Regions from separate parts of the Capra hircus genome. Here region 1 is linked to region 2. The links are chromatin contacts, called in public Hi-C maps. All regions are on one chromosome and are shown on one strand. The core of a region is the stretch at or near the end of the contact, and the rest is flanking DNA. Distances in the headings are between cores, read along the strand shown. Region 1 has its middle 45 kb from the start of AZIN1. Region 2 holds the start of KLF10 (Krueppel-like factor 10).

Evidence for each region. Hi-C and Micro-C count contacts between places; a contact is called where the count stands out from the background.
Region 1: a Hi-C map of blood shows a contact between it and region 2, with 10 times the contacts expected there. The contact joins the enhancer-like site here to the promoter of KLF10 in region 2. A contact is called at or near these places in 3 of 5 Hi-C or Micro-C datasets (all in blood).

The regions. Positions count from the first base shown.
Region 1 is chr14:20,545,416-20,548,927 of ARS1.2, reverse strand. No RefSeq gene overlaps it. Among named protein-coding and RNA genes, the nearest start is that of AZIN1, 45 kb to the left of the region's middle. Within about 2 kb of position 1,412, at least 4 of the 5 cell types and tissues checked have an H3K27ac peak or open chromatin away from gene starts, as enhancers often do.
Region 2 is chr14:20,407,784-20,411,016 of ARS1.2, reverse strand. KLF10 (Krueppel-like factor 10) reads left to right here and starts at 1,445. Exons shown (of 4, transcript XM_018058329.1): 1 at 1,445-1,889. The coding sequence starts at 1,851.

The DNA.
Region 1 (3,512 bases), core at 163-2,662, 140 kb before region 2:
GACAAAACTGTATTTTTAAAATTCTATAAAGGATGTGCACACAGATTAGCAGATAGAAAGCTCTGAAAGGGCGGACAGTAAAATTTCAAGAGCGTTTCTTGATCCAGGCAATATGAGTAATATTTGTTTCTCCTCCACGTTTCCAAATTTTCCTCCAGTGCTCAGGACTCGTTTTTTAATTATTATTATTTTTTTAAGAGAATCAGTTCAGTTCAGTCGCTCAGTCATGTTCGACTCTTTGCAACCCCATGGACTGCAACACGCCAGGCCTCCCTGTGCATCACCAACTCCCGGAGTTTACCCAAACTCATGTCCAACGAGTCGGTGATGCCATCCAACCATCTCATCCTCTGTTGTCCCCTTCTCCTACCCTCAATCTTTCCCAGCATCAGGGTCTTTTCCAATGAGTCAGCCCTACGCATCAGGTGGCCAAAGTACTGGAGTTTCGGCTTCAACATCAGTCCTTCCAATGAATATTCAAGGCTGATTTCCTTTAGGATGGACTGGTTGGATCTCCTTGCAGTCCAAGAGTCTTCTCCAACAACACAGTTCAAAAGCATCAATTCTTCGGCGTTCAGCTTTCTTTATAGTCCATTCTCTTTAAGAGAATGGCGATCTTTAATTAACCAGCAATATCAATGAACTAGACAGATCCGTCTTCCCCCTCCGCAGTCGCCGCGGCGTAGCTGTAGATTCGGGCAGGAGGCTCGGTGCAGTTCTACAGCGCAGCAGTAGAGGGCGCCGCGCCCGCGGAGCTCCGGGCGGGGCCGCGGCCGCGCTTTCCTCCCCAGCAACACCGGCCCGCGCGCCGCTCCGGAGGCGCGGCCTCCTGGCATCCCCCGCCGGGCCTCTCCCTCGCCCCGCCTCCCGCCCCAGCCCGGCGGCGGCCTCGCCGCGGCGACCTCGCCTGCGCCTCGCCCCCAGGGCCGGGCTGGGCTCCTGGCAAGACCCGCCCGCGCCGCGCGGGAGGGCGGAGAGGGCCTCGCGCGCCCCGGCCGCCGGCCCCCCTCCGCCCCCGGCGCCGCCCTTCCCCTGCCCCCGCCCCTCCGCGGGGTCGGCCGGGCCGCCGGCTGACTCGTACTTTGGAGCCGGATGGGGAGACGTGACCGCCGAGACCAGGGCTGCGCCGGGAACAGGCGCGGGGGCGGGAGGAGGCGGCCGGGTTTCTGGGCACCTGGCGGTCGGGGCGGGGAGCGGCCAAGCCCTCCCGCGCGCGGGTTCCCAGGGGAGGGGGAAGGGACGCGCGCTCCTCCCGGCGCCCGCGGCCCCCGCCCTGCGCCCCGGCGCGTGTGTGCGTGCGCGCGCGCGCCGCCTCGGTTCCCGCGGCTCGTCTGCCCCGCCGCGCCCCGGGCCAACCCGCCGCGGGGAGTCTGGCCCGGGAGGGCGGCCGGGTCACCAGTCGGGTCCGCCGTAGGGGGAGCGGGGAAGGAATTTATGCCGTCAGAACACAGCCAGAGTCGACTCCCAACGTCGGCCCTGCTCGGTTTCCTCGTCTGTAAAATGGGAAAAGTCGATATCCACCTCCCAGTAGGCTCGCATCGAGACCAACCAACACTGGTTACCCTTCATAGTTTTCTTCTTGGTAGTGAGGATTCAAAGGGCGAAGAGTGCACCAGCATTTCAGTGACCCACCTTCTCCTTGGGTTAAATGCCTCAGCTCTAGGTTTTCAAGTGTGGCCTTTCTAGGACTCTGATTGCTAACAAGGCTTGATATGAAAAACTCAAAAAACCCAGGATCTTAGAATCAAAAGGCGGGAGGGCTAGCCCCGCTACATTTAACTGCTGGTCTTTCAGATTCCAGTCCCAGCTTTCTGCCACTTGCTGTCTGGCTGCTTCACCAAGCTGTTGAGTGTCACTCGGCCTCCGTTTTCTCAGCTGTCAAATGGGAACACTGCTTGGTGGTGACAGGGTCGGGTGCTCAGGATTAATCTCCCACTTCCACAGACTCTCATGCGTCCTTTTGGCAAAGTTGCCCTTTGTCAAGAAATTCTTTCTGGAGCTGTAGATCCTCCCCAGGCTCAAGGCTATATATCTGCACCCCCTTGTTAATCTATGTCATTTCCCTTGGAGGAGATGGGCCACTGCCAAGTTCCTCAACCTGACCTTCCTTTATCCCTGACTAGGGTTTCAGGGTCCTCCTGTGGACAGATGCTGAGAAAGCTGAGAGGCCCAGATAGGGACATTTTCCCTCAATGTATGAGTTCCTAGCAAAACAGGAAGAAAAGAATGCTTACTGAAAACTACCCCCATGCTGGGGTGATTTATCCCAAGGCTCTGAAGAACCTTGGAGGTGGGAATCATCACCTCCATTTTGCCCATAAGAAAGCAGAGGTCCTGTTGCCTGGCACTCCCAGTCTGTCCTTAGCTGGATCCTCCTCCACCTCTGAGGACCAGTGAGTGTCACAGGAGGTGGTGCACCTCCACCTAGGGCCCCTTCCAGCTGCCATGTGGCATTGTCAACGGGAAATGGCTACAGTTCCTATCATTGCCTGGTCCTCCCACTGGTGAGGTTCCCCCGTGGTTATCACTGGTTTGAAAGGCCAGTTGGCTCTTGGGAAACAAACAGAAGCCTCACCCACCCTTCCTGTTGGAAACTTTGGCCTCAGCTGCAGAGTGGATGCTTGGGAAACACATTTCAACTCCAGCCTTGGGGCGTCCAACTGCTCCTGGAGATCTTCGTCAGTGCGGCTCTCAGGCCTGGGGCCCCCTACTCTGAGTCTGGACCCTCTCGATGGTGACCATCTGCATCAGCAGCTCTCACCCCTGGCTCCCCAGTAAAAGAATGCTGATGCCTGGGACACCCCAGACCGGTGAAATCACCTGGTGGGAAGGGGGCCCATGCTTCACCATCTGTGTGTTCTAAAGCACCCCCAGGTAATTTCAGTGTGCTGTTGGGGTTGAGAAACCCTGAGGGAAATCAATACAGAGTGTGATCAAAGAACAGAATAGGAAAGTATTTGAAATCTGAACAAAGGAGGATTTGCATCAGAGACCAGCTAATAAAAGCCATCCAAGGCAGGATGGCTCCTGCAGCTGTGGCTGACAAATTCTTGGAAAGAATCCATCCGTCTGGGAACTGGCATGACTCGGTGCCCCGGGGGGCAGAGGGCGAGACCCCACAGCTCCAGGTCCCCTCTGGGCCACCGGGCCTGCTTCTCAGATCCACCTCTATGCTGCCAGGCCGGGATGCTCTGTGAGCCTCTGTTCTTCCAGTCCAACTGGATTGCTTGCTGTTCCCAGAACTCGCCCGCTGTCTCCCCCTCCAGGTTTTGGTTCCAGGCATTTGTTTCCGTCTGGAATGTCCTTTCCCCCATCTGTTCAAATCATTCCTCTTCAAGGTCCCTGCCCTCATGCCAGCTCCACCAGGAAGCCTCCTCCCGGGGGCTTCTAAGCGCCTGTCCCTCCCCCCCACCCCCCCACCTCCGCCCCACTTCCCGGTCTGTCACTGCCAGGGTGTGCCCAGGGTCGTCTCCCCAGCCAGGCTGTGGATGCAGGAAGGGACCTTCTGTGGC
Region 2 (3,233 bases), core at 196-2,695:
ATGGCAGTGAAAGCACCCAGTCCAAACCATTGAAACGCCAAGGGATTCCCTAGTTTATTCCTTTTCTATACTCATTTTGTGATTATTGGGAAAGAAAAGACACTTACATCCTCAGCCTTTCAGTTACACGGAGAAGTGAGGCAGCTGGAGGGAAGGGCAGTGACTTCTGCCCCCGGTTAGCCAGTCCCAAGGAGTGGCTTTAAGTTTGTTTTAAGCCGCGCTATCACCCAAAGGGAGCCGACAAGGAGCCAAAGCAGAACCACAGGCTCGCAGTCCGGAGGCCCCAGACCGCCTCTGACCTGGTTCGGGATGGGGGCTGTGGAGGTGTGGCTGGGGCTTTCGCGGGATCGAGTGCAGGGGGGTTCGTGACTTCCTGAGACGGTAAAGTGTCTTGCTTACAAAGGGGGAGACCTGGGTTCGACCCCTAGATTGGGAAGACCTCTGGAGAAGGAAACGGCAACCCACTCCAGTACTCTTGCCTGGAAAATCCCATGGACAGAGGAGCGTGGTGGGCTACAGTCCACGGGGTCGCAAAGAGTCGGGCAGGACTGAGCGACTTCATTTTTCCCAAGGCAACCCACTCCCTGGCTTGCCCTGGCTAGCGCCTCGTGACCCTAGAAGACCCCGCCCCTCCCATCACCACCAGCAGTTTCCCGGCAGGGCGTTTCCGGAGGCCGTGGCCCAGGGTAGGTGTGGGGGTAGGGCCTACCTTTGAAACAGCTTGTAGACTGCAATTTAAACTTTACACCGAGCTCAAAACTCGGTTCTGCAACTGAGAGTCGGTTCCAGAGAAGGATAAAAAAAAACTCTGGCCTATGGCTCCCCAGCACCCGCACTGGTCTAGTTTTCGGGGCTTCCTGCAGTCCCCACACCATTCTCTCCACAGCCCTGGAGGAAGGATGGGCGGGGCGGACGGGGCGGGCAACGCCGCCGGCAGGGCAGATGGAGAGGGCGAGCCAGTGCCTGCGGCCCGGGCGTGGGCGGGGGGGCGCAGGAGCAGGTGTCCGCTCGGTGACAGGATTCCCTTTCCCTCGCCTCCACTTCCCTGGTGCTACTCATGCTTCAGCGAGGCAAAAACCCAGCAAATGCTCCAGAAATGCAGCTCGGTCGGTCACCAGGCTCTCCTTTCTCGCCAGACGCGCAAGAGGACGGGGCGCTTCCAAATGCAAATCTCTTGGCTCTGGACCCTTGGCTTGCAGCCGCCGCCTCCCCCGCCTGGCCACCCGGCGTCCCGCCCACCCCGTGGCGGCGGCGGCCCGAGATGGGACCTCGCCCGCGGAGGGGAATGGGCGGAGCGGGCATCCCTCCCCACCTCCCACGTGGGCCCTGCTCTCCGCGGAGAGCCTGGGCGCGCCGCGGCGGCCGCGCCTCCGGGCTGGGCTCGGGTTCCTGGCGCCGCCCCACCCCCGGCCCAGGGAAGGGGACTGCAAGCCGGGGAGGGAGAGTGGGGGTGGGTGAGGGGTGGGGGCCGCGTCCACAGAGTCAGGTGGTGGCGGGAGTTCCCTCGGGCTGGGCCCGGGGAAACGCGCTGCCAGGGGATTGTGTACACGCTCCACTGACACAAGCTTCACGCTGCCGGGCAGCCGCTGATCACGCGTGGCCCCGCGAGCCCATTGGCCGGCGCCTCACACACCTTTGTCGTTGATTGGCCGGCCCCAGGCTCCGCCCCCACCCCCGCCCGCGGCTCGGGGCAGGCGGAGCGGCTACCTGAATGGGGAGGGGGGCAGACGGCGCGGAGCGCAGCGGCGGCGGGAGCGGCGTCGAGTGTCTCCGGGCGCCCGTCTGTGGCCAGGCAGCCAAAGACAGCCTTGCAGCCAGTCAGCTCGTCGCCGGCGGCCGGGCAGCCAACCATGCTCAACTTCGGCGGCGCTTCTCTCCAGCAGGCTACGGTAAGTCACCTGGGGATGCCCCAAGCCCTTCTCTTGCCTCGCTGCGTCCGGGGAGACCCCCGAGCCCCTGACATCAGCCTCGCCTGAGGACAGAGGTTGCAGGGGAGTCGTGGAAGAGGAAGAGGGGCTTCCCGCCTGCAGACTGGGCATTGGTGAGGGCGTGTGTGTAGCGGAGCGGGGGACGGGAGGGGTTTCTGGAGAAGCAGGCTGGGAGCTAGAGACGAAGTGAGAGAGGGTCTCGCTCGAGGTGTAGGAGGGGAAGGGAACAGCTCCGCTGGGAGACTGGAAGCAGGTGAGGGGGGTGGGATGACTGGAGGGGCGGGAAGAGTGAGGAGACTGGGGTGGGGGGGCTGGCTGCCCTGTCAGCGGGACTAGGAGGCGTGGAAGTACCGGAGGGGGGGATAAGGGGGCCACCTTGCACCTGGCGCCGGGGGGAAGAGATGCCTCCGTCTGGATAAGGAACGCGCCCCAGGCTGGGAGGGGGCTGCTCTAGGGCATGTGAGGGGTGGGGAGTCCACCGGAGAGGAGATGGGGACTCCCCATCTCGGGGGGTCTTGAACGGAGGCTTGCAGGACTGGGGCTACCCAGCAGATAGCGGGGGTGCTGTGGGGAGGGGCGCCCGGCGTGGGTGCAAGGGGATGGCACGCGGGCCCGGGGAGTTTACCCCACCCCAGACGTCTGGAGGGGACTCCCTTATCTCCGGAACAGGCAGGCAGGTGGCCTCCTCCAGAGGACGCCTTGGCGGGGGAGGGGACCTCGGAGCCTCCTTGGCGACAGTAGATGGAAGAGATGGGAAGCGGGACCCCAGCATCGGGGTGGGGAAGGTGGGCGGGGGGGAGCCGGGGCTGCGAGACGCGGGGGCAGCGCTCCGAGGCGGGAGCCGCCGGCCGTGGGGCCGCGCGCCTGGAACCGGGCCTGTTGGGGGCTGCACGTCTGGGAACTCGTGGAGATGCTGGGCTCGGCGCGGGGGTGTTGGGGGGGCCAGAGCTGCCGGAAACCGTGGGGACGGGGGGGGCGCCGCGTCTTCGGGGCGAGTCGGGGTGGTCTGAGATCCCGTGGGCGGGAAGCGCCGAGGGCTCGGCCGGGTCCCCGGGGGCTGCGGCCGGAGGAGGGCGGGGGCCGGGTTTCCGCGGGGACCTGGCTCCTCCTCCGGCAGCTGAGGCGGAGGCCGGGGGGTGGGCCGGGAACGGATGCGCCGGGGGAGCTTCTCGTCCCCGAGTGACCCAGCCCGAGCCTCCGCCAGGGCGGGAGCGAGGCCCGGCCCCGCAGTCGGTTCCTAAGGGAACGGTGGGGAGCTGGAAGGGGCGGGCGCGCCGGGAGCCGGGCGCCCGCGGCCCCGCCTCT